Linked DNA regions of Pan troglodytes: region 2 is linked to region 1. A link is a contact called in public Hi-C data. All regions are on one chromosome and are shown on one strand. Each heading gives the region's core, a stretch centred on a gene start, on an enhancer-like site or on the middle of the called end of the contact. The rest is flanking DNA. Distances are from core to core; before and after follow the strand shown. Region 1 overlaps VTA1 (vesicle trafficking 1). Region 2 overlaps ADGRG6 (adhesion G protein-coupled receptor G6).

The links. Hi-C and Micro-C count contacts between places; a contact is called where the count stands out from the background.
Region 2: a contact with region 1 is called in a Hi-C map of induced pluripotent stem cells, with 1.5 times the contacts expected there. The contact joins two enhancer-like sites. A contact is called at or near these places in 3 of 7 Hi-C or Micro-C datasets (blood, induced pluripotent stem cells and stem cell-derived neural progenitor cells), 1 of 1 datasets of contacts at active chromatin or transcription factors (stem cell-derived excitatory neurons) and 1 of 1 other capture datasets (stem cell-derived neural stem cells).

The regions. Positions count from the first base shown.
Region 1 is chr5:154,006,255-154,010,920 of NHGRI_mPanTro3-v2.0_pri, reverse strand. The region is part of intron 1 of VTA1 (vesicle trafficking 1); the gene reads right to left. Among named protein-coding and RNA genes, the nearest start is that of NMBR, 8.8 kb to the right of the region's middle. Within about 2 kb of position 2,425, at least 1 of the 24 cell types and tissues checked has an H3K27ac peak or open chromatin away from gene starts, as enhancers often do. A contact at or near this core is called in induced pluripotent stem cells, where this site is marked.
Region 2 is chr5:154,227,611-154,232,276 of NHGRI_mPanTro3-v2.0_pri, reverse strand. All of the region lies in intron 4 of ADGRG6 (adhesion G protein-coupled receptor G6), which reads right to left. Among named protein-coding and RNA genes, the nearest start is that of ADGRG6, 76 kb to the right of the region's middle. Within about 2 kb of position 2,451, at least 7 of the 24 cell types and tissues checked have an H3K27ac peak or open chromatin away from gene starts, as enhancers often do. A contact at or near this core is called in induced pluripotent stem cells, where this site is marked.

The DNA.
Region 1 (4,666 bases), core at 1,176-3,675:
TAATCCACCAAAAAATTTTGTGAAGTTGATCTTATTATTATCCTGAGTATATTAATAAAAAACCTGAAACTCATAAGGTCATGCAGGCCATAAACGACAGGTTAGGATTTGACTCAGGCAGTGTGGCTCCAGAGTCTTACCCTGCATCCAGCAAGATGTCTCTCTTCATATACACATATACAATTATATATAACCACAAATGTTATATACATTGCAACATGTAATTTGTTTGCACCCTTCATTTTTACATTATGCTGTGGGCTATGGCAGCTTTTGTAATAAATGTAACTCCATATATCTTTGACAGTTACATAATATAAACTTTCCATACTGATAGGTATTTAGATTTTCCATTATACTGCCTCTCGGGGGAGCTACAAAAGTGTGGAGGCTTTTTTTTTTTTTAACTTCTATTTTAAAATGCAATGTCTGGGGGTACTACCACCATTTAAAACAGTAATATCCTGAAAGGTACTGGGCAGCCCTGACAACAAAGAATTGCTCCTCCAAGACTTGTTAAGGGTCACCAAGTAGAAACAATAATAAATTGAGGTTAAAAAAAAAAACCCAAAATAGTAAAAACATAAAAATCTGACAAGCCACAGAAAAATAAATATAAAAAAACATAAAAAATGTAAATGTAACAGCCCAATGAAGAATTTCAGGGAAAGTAGGAACTTATATCAAGCATGGTTATTGAAATCTACTATATATATACCTTGACTGTTCAAGAGTATATAAGCTTCCACTTTGAACAACCAAATATAATTGTCATAGAAGACAAACCTTATCAAAGATGCTTAAACCTGTATGAATGCCAAAAAAGAAATGAAAGTTAAGAATGTGTTATCTGACTCCACAGCCCCTTCAACTTTACGGTTTTTTCTAAAGAGATGTAAAATGAGTTGACATTATTCAAAAAGGAAAGAAATAATTTTTAAAAATAAAACTCATGTTTGCATATATGTTCACAAAAACAAACTTAAGAGGAATGGAAGGCTAACGGATAAATCAGTAGTCCAACATTCTGTGTGTTTATTGTCACTGCTACAGTAAAGTACCCTGAGAAAGCTTATTAATAAAAAAAAGTAAGTAATCAAGCAATAAGACTATAGACTCTAGTTTATCATTCAGGAACCAGCAAAGACTGAAAGGAACTGCTTCTCTTTATTGGTTTAGTTAAACTTGTCTGAATGAATTTAAAATCCAATTTCTATGTGATTAACCCAACAAAAAATAGTAAGAGGCAAGTTATTATTATTATCATTTTTTTGAGACGGAGTCTCGCTCTGTCACCAGGCTGGAGTGCAGTGGCGCAATCTCGGCTCACTGCCACCTCTGCCTCCTGGGTTCAAGCGATTCTTCTGCCTCAGCCTCCTGAGTAGCTGGGACTACAGGTAAACGCTACCACGCCCGGCTAATTTTTGTATTTTTAGTAGACAGGGTTTCACCATATTGGCCAGGCTGGTCTTGAACTTCTGACCTCGTGATCTGCCCACCTGGGCCTCCCAAAGTGCTAGGAGTACAGGCATAAGCAAGTGATTGTTAATGCTAATATCCATGTAGTTTACCATCTATCAATAAAGAAATCCATTGTTATTTAGCATTTACACTAAATTAACATTTTCTACTGGTATGTCCTGTAACATCTCAGAACTGAAATAACTTTATATATACTTACAGTTTCCTGAACAACTATACTGTATTTAATTTTCTGATGATGATATCAACAAATGAAGACTCTTGAGACTGTGTGTATACTTTAACTGGAAGTTTATTAACTTTACAATGTTACCCCCTAGAGGAAGCTTTAAAAATTGAAACTTGAAATTTTATACATTTAGTTACTCACGGCAAACTGAAAAAGGAAGGGGAAAGTTCTGAGTTTAGCTTTATCTACAGCACCAAACCTGGCAGAATCAAAATATTTATCTAACAGTGCCCACTTTTAGTAAAGATTCAAATATTTTCCGGCTTCATTAAAGAAAAATAAAGAGATGGAGCTCAGAGACATACTATTAACAGAAAGCATCTCCTTCATTTTCCACTCTCCACTTAGGGGAATCTCCGAGATTTTTTCACTGGCTTTTTTGCCTTTTTCTTTTGCCATGGATTGTACTAGTCCCTTTCCCCTCAGTTACTCTGTGGCTCACTCAATAACTGGTTCTCTAATTACTAGCTACTACCAACAATTTTTCATTCAACCGTTTTTTTTTAATCTGACTTTGTTTATTCGGGTCTTAGTTCTATCACTTAGTAACAGAAGGACCAGAAAGACTGTGAGGCAGACATCCTGAAAGAAAGCACTGTTAAAATGCCAATCAGCTACAGGAATGCTAGTTGTCTGCCTTATTAGGTGACAACTGTATGGCCATACTTCCCTCTAGGGACCACAACTGCCTTAAAATTCAGGTCAATTTGGCTAACACTTTTTGAGCACCTGTTCTTTATTATGTAAATATCTCTAGTGGCCTAGCACTACCAGGCAGAGTAAATGAATAAAAACTGGTAGCACAGTGTAAGCCTTCCTCAGTTTACAGTCTAGAAGAAAGACAAGCAAATGAAAAAGCAATTACGGTAAAGCTACACCAAGACATAAAGAACAAAAAGAAACACCTTAAAACTAGGAGACTTAAGAAAAGGCCTCCCAGAGAAAGTGACTTTCAAGCTAGTACCCAAAGGATAAAAATCTAGTGAGTGTGGTGGGGAAGAGAAGAGGTGTCAAGGCAGATAAAGTAGAATGTTAAAAGGCTTGAAGACAACCAAGTGCCTAATGTTCTAGTAACAAAATGAAATTAATTTGATTAAAACTACAAAAGGTGATTCAGAACTCAAATCATGAGGGGTCACTGAAGACAAAGATTTCTTCAGATAGACATATGGAACTGCATGTATAATAATTCCGTATTCCACACTTTCATATAAACCTTCCCTCATGTTATAGAAGATGCTTTGTAATGTTTAAACAATTACATTACTTTCTATGCAGTGGATATAACATAATTTACTTAACCATTTCCATAATGATATATATTTTAGGTTATTTTGAGCTTATCATAAATGTATAAATAATCATTCAGGAAATTCTGCATAAAGGTCTTACTAAATGTATAGTTATTTCCTGAACACGTTTCCCCAAACTGGAATTACTGAATTAGATACTCTACATTTTGCCAAAATGCTTTCCAAACTTTGTACCAATCACACAGCCATGTCAGCAAGGATCTGAACGCGTACTCATTTGTACTGAGTCATATTTTTACAGTCAAAAATTGTTATTCCACTTTAATTTACATTTATTACTAACTAGGATGAATGCTTAACTCTAGCTAATAAATTTCAAAATACAGTAGAAATGAAAGATATTCTAGAAAACTACTATATCAAGAATGGCTCAAGAGGAAAATATTTTTCTAATAGAAGAAATTGAGAAATATAAAAAAGCACAAAGTTCTGCTGTATCAATGATTTTTTTAAATCTAAAGAAAGTGGTAAATCTGCTTGCGTTTTTAATCCAACTCACATTTGAGGAAAAGGAGTAATTTTCTCAACAATATCTAAGAAACCAGAGTAACGTTGTTACTAAAAATCTCAAAATGATAACGTAACTATGATATATTAAGAACTCTCAAACTCAAAAATAATGAGCAAAAACATGAAGACATTTTACTGAAGATGATACCCATATGGTAAATAAGCACATGAAAAGGTTTTCAACTGTATTAGCTATCAGGGAAATAAAAACTAAAACCACAATGAGATATCACTGTACCTATTAAGAATGACTAATTAAAAATAGTGACACAAAATGCTGGTGAGAATGAAGAGAAACTCTATCACTTATTCATGTGTTGCCAATAAGAGTAGATGCTCTGCAAAACAGTTTGACAGCTTCTAATAAAACTAAACATGCAATTACAATATGATCTAGCAACTGAATTTGTGGGCATTTATCCCAGGGAAATGGAAACTAGGGTCACACAAAAACTATACGTGATTATATTCACTTTATTCATAATTGTCACAAATTTAAAACACTTAAATGTCTTCAATGATTAAACTGTTACACTGTAGTATACACATAGGGTGAAATTCTACTGAGCATTAAAAAAGGAATAAACTTGGATAAATCTCCAGAGATTATGCCAAATGAAAAAAGCCAATCCCAAAAGCTTATATATGATTTCATTTAATAGAACATTTTAAATGATAAAACTTTAGAAATGGACAACAAGTTACTGGCTACCAGGGGATGGGGGTGAGGTAGCGAAAAGGAGAAGGCAGGTTATATTAATAAAAGGGCAACAAGGGGAATTCTTAATTATTCTCTATCTTGACTATGGTAATGGGTACAGGAATGTACACCTGACAAAGCTGTTTAGAACTAAATATACACACACACACACACACAAATACATGTAAAACTGACAAAGCCTGAATAAACCAGTGAATTGTACCAATGCCAATATTCTGGTTATGGTACATTATTATAGTTTTGCAAGATATTATCATTGGGGGACATTGGGTAAAGGGTACACAGAATCTCTCTGTAATATTTCTTACAACTACATGTGCTGCACATGGACCTACAACTATTTCAAAAGAAAAAGTTTAATTAAAAGAAAATGCAAAAACTAATGGGATTCTTTCCAGAAATGGAGGGATG
Region 2 (4,666 bases), core at 1,202-3,701, 220 kb before region 1:
TGAAACCTGTCTCAGATATTTTGGGTTCACCAGGTGAACTAACATTGTGAACTCTTTCTTTTTCTTTTTTTGAGATGGAGTGTCGCTCTGTTGCCCAGGCTGGGGTGCAGTGGCACGATCTTGGCTCACTGCAAACTCTGCCTCCCGGATTCCCGCCATTCTCCTGCCTCAGCCTCCCAAGTAGCTGGGACTACAGGCGCCCACCACCATGCCAGGCTAATTTTTTGTATTTTTAGTAGAGACAGGGTTTCACCGTGTTAGCCAGGATGGTCTCAATCTCCTGACCTCGTGATCCGCCCGCCTCGGCCTCCCAAAGCGCTGGGATTACAGGCGTGAGCCACCGCGCCCAGCCTGTGAACTCTTTCTTAAAGGCAGTGAGGGAAAATGAGGAGGTAGGCAAGTAAACTAGATTTCATTTGAAAACAATCATTTAGGTTCTACAACCAAAAGAAGGGAAACAGAAGCAGGACTACTACTAATAATTCAGCCTTGATATCATAAGTAATAAGGATTGACAGAAAGAGATAGATACAGACACAAGAAATTTAAAGATAGAATGCATAACATTTAGCAACCAAGACAGGGGAAAAAAGGAAGAATAGAGGACGTTTTGCTAATTTCCAACTTCAAAAACTGGTACATATCGATCTAATAAAAGGAGATGGGAAATAACAGAAGAAGAGCAGACTTAGGTGGGGTAGGGTAAACACTAAGTCCAGTAACGGAAACTGAGGTGCCTGTGTGACACCTAGATGCAAAAGTGTTTTTGTAAGAGGTGTAGCCAGGAAATACTCATCAGAAGCTATAGAGTGTTTGGGATCACTGGAGATAGATTGTAGATTTGAGAAGGAAACAGGATGGAACCACAGATATTTCTATATTTAAGCATCAGATATAAGAAAAAGAGCTATAGACTTAAAAAGGTAAAAACAGCTTTTACAGAGGTGGTTTTACATAATTTAAGAGAAGAAAGTTTAATGCAGGGTGTGACAATATCAAGAATACCAGAAAGGCCAAGAATGATAAAGAATGAGAAGACCTTTAACTTTGCATTGGGATTTTGGTAGTACCTCTATAGAAAATAGTTTGAGTTGTGTGGGAATGATGAAATCTAGACTGCCAAGGTCTGACGAGTGAATGCAAGAAGAGGAAGCTTGGCTGTGAAAGGAAGCAGAGAGAGGAAGGGGGAGTTTTAAAGATTGAAAACTTAAGCAAATGCACAATGAAAAAAGAACATTTGAGGAGGCAGAAGTTAAGGCAGGACTGAGGTGGAATTTTGTCTTGAATGCTTTTTGCCCATTATTCCCTTGCATCACATTTACTGTATGCCCATTTTTTGTAGGACCTCCCTTTTGTAGGTACTTATATTTTGTAAGGGACTTCCGCAAACTAAAAAGCCTTTAAAGTTCAGAGACTAATGAAATCTCAGCCTCTGTAGCATGCAACAGAGGAGACCCTGGAGGGAGTTCCTGTGGTTCTCATATTACACACAATGTTGGCAGTCTAGGGCTTCTTAGGCCACTTCTGGCACTGATACAATATCTCTGGAAGACAAAGGGAGATAAGGGCTCAGTGTTGTGGGAAAGCAGTTTTTAGGCAAACTACATTCCCAGTATGTTAAAGAGCTTAGAGGTAAAAATAGGAAAAGAAAATCAGAAGAGCTATGAGTTAGAGCAAGATATTTAACAATTTTCTTGAACATTTCATCAGTTTCACTGCACAGTAACAAGTATAAATTTCAATATGTAGCATTCTTTTATGGGAAACTGCAACATTTACTTCTCAGTATTTTAGTTAGCTGTTCCTTCTGGGGAACTTCTAGTTTAGCAAATAGACATTGCTTTAAACACTCAATAAACACTATTTTAATATGATCCAATATAACAATAAAAATCACACTGGAATATTTTTAAGTAAAAATGGTATAAATACAAGTGACTAATTTAAAGGAAATTTAATTGATAAATGAAAACTTGCATTACAAACACACCAAAATAAACAAATACATGAACTATCAAAAGTGTATACAAACTTTATTTCTACCCAGTTCCATTTTCAGCATATCTGCATAAAAAGTCAATATCACAATCAGTTTTCTTTGGCTGATGGATTTACACATCAGGAGGTTGTTAAGAAAGAACAAACAATCCACTCTCCTGGATAATGGTATGTTTTATCATCAACAAATTGGTTTTAGAATATGATGTGTATGTGTTCACTGATTTTCGAGGCTACCAGAAAGGTGTTTTCAGGTGTTTACTTAATATTAATGAGACAGCCAAATGTCTAGGCAGATAAAAAGGGGCCCCCGGAGAATCTCCCACCCGCCCCACAAGTGTTTACATCAGATGCTTTTGTGCAGATGAGGAAACCTGCCCAGGCCTTGCCTGAGCCTGCCCACAGAGGACTGGAGCCCGACTTGTGGGAGGTGGGTGGAGCCACGGGGAATTCATGCCTTATGCAGGGGAGGAGGCTGCTCTCTCCAGCTCCTGTGGGGACCTGGGAATCAATCAGTGAGGTGGAGGGCCTGTTAGCAGGCCTCCGTCTCACTTTGCTGAGCTTTTTGTTGTTGTTTTTTGTTTTGTTTTTCCTTTTTGCCCAATAAAGTCCTGCTCTACTGACCACTCATTGTGTCCGTGTGCCTAAATTTTCCTAGCTGTGTGACAAGAACCCGGGTTCTAGCTGAACTAAGAAGCAAAGTTTTACAACATTAACAGCAACATTTAGAGCCAAGTTTTCTTGAAAAAAATGTAATCGCTGGAAACAGGCAGTTGAGGAAAAACTCTAAAGCCGTTAATCCTTCTCTATCTGTTGTACTTTCCAAATTATGCTACTGAAAGGAGTCACTATATGTTAATATTTACACAAGTTGTGGTAAAAAAGACTGATGTGTAGCCCACTGCTCCTCTCATACCTACTTAATGATACTCCAAATAACCAAAGAGCAAATCCTCACAATAAGTTGCAATAACAGAAAAATAAAAACAGTAATTCCTTTCATTTTTTTCTTTGCAGTTGCTACTAAGATGAATTTTTCAACTTTTCATAAATAAATATATTTAAAGTGAAATTTAGTCATCTATGTTCATAAAGAGTTTGGGAATCCTCAAAGTATAAAGTCCTTTGTAAAGATAAAATGATTTTATCTTAATTTTATTATTTAAAAATGATTTAGTAATCTAAAAATATTACATTCAATCATTTGTTAGAAATGCAAGGGAGGAGCCAATAATGAATTGAAGTTTTATAGCTATGAAGAACAGAACTGTAATGATTATGAAACGGTAAAAATCCAAGAGTTGATGAAACCTTAGCAAACTCTGTAAAAAATCCTAGAGAGGGAAACAAAAATACAAATCCAGAAATTTCAGAAAAGAATAACAATAAAGTATTTATGAAGTGTGTCTTATCTCTACATCCACAGTAGCTAACCGATGGAAGTGCCTAATAAATGCTTGTTAAAATAAATGTAATTTGTTTGAACTTAGACTATTCATTGCGTTATACTGTACCACTCCCTCAGGAAAGAGTAGTAATCAGTAAAATAAATAAAACTAGTAGAGAAGGCACTGTCTGTTCTTTGTGAAAATTGACGGACATCAGCCAGTATCTAAACTTGAATCATTACACAGGCAAATAAATACTTGCACCTATAATTAAAGAGTCCACTAAAAATTTATCTATCCATGAGGGTCATAAAACTGAATGTATTTAATAAAATTGTTATGAGAAAAATGAAGATGCTATAAAATGAAGCAGATTTACTGCTAAATAAACATTTCGTTTTTAAAAGTATTGACAGGTTTAACCATGTTTTTAAAAATCTGCTGAAAATTTCCTAATTAAGGTAAAATTCCCAAATATTTTTTAGAAAAGTATAGGAAAACAAAGTCATATACTAAAATCGTTAGAGTATTTATTAATAATATATCAATTTTATTAAGGCTAGGATGTTTAATACGTGAAAAAAATGACAGGATATTTTAACGTTGAATTGAGTCAGTTCAATTCTACTATGTTACTTTCGTACTAAAATTTATTTAGCAATATACCTTTGCAAAATCTATTTATTTTTCCATCACAAATTAATCCTGAAATAAAAGCTCATATTTAGCAGACATTGTCCATTCAATGGAATGCTAGAAATAAATTTCTATTCTCCCATTGGTTACTGTACTGATTAGTTTGTTGGAAATTATAACCATAAACAGTAAGATGCTTTCATTTCCTGGAAAAAAAATGAAAGGTTAAAATGTTAACAGGGTACACTTATCAAAGATTTGCTTAGCTAACAAGCTTTGATATAATCTCTGTTTACAGGTATTTCCTGTCAGTTAATGAGTGACTTGGACTCTTCAACTCCCAAAGCTGATGATTAAGCAGCAGGAAATTCCCTCTCCCATCATTTCTCCTGAAACACAGTCCAGGACATCTGAATGTCTGGAATGTGAGTGTTTCACGTCATCTTGGAATGGCAAGAAGATCACTATAAAAGTTAGAAAGACTCAAATATATTGACTCCGTTAAGTTCACGGTACCCTTTTGACAAAATTACTTTGAAAACTTATAGATGACTAAGATACATGAGTATGTATTTGATGCACTCCGATAATCTTAAGGCTTGGGAAAGGAGTCTCAGGGACAGAGTTTAAGAAATTATGAGAAC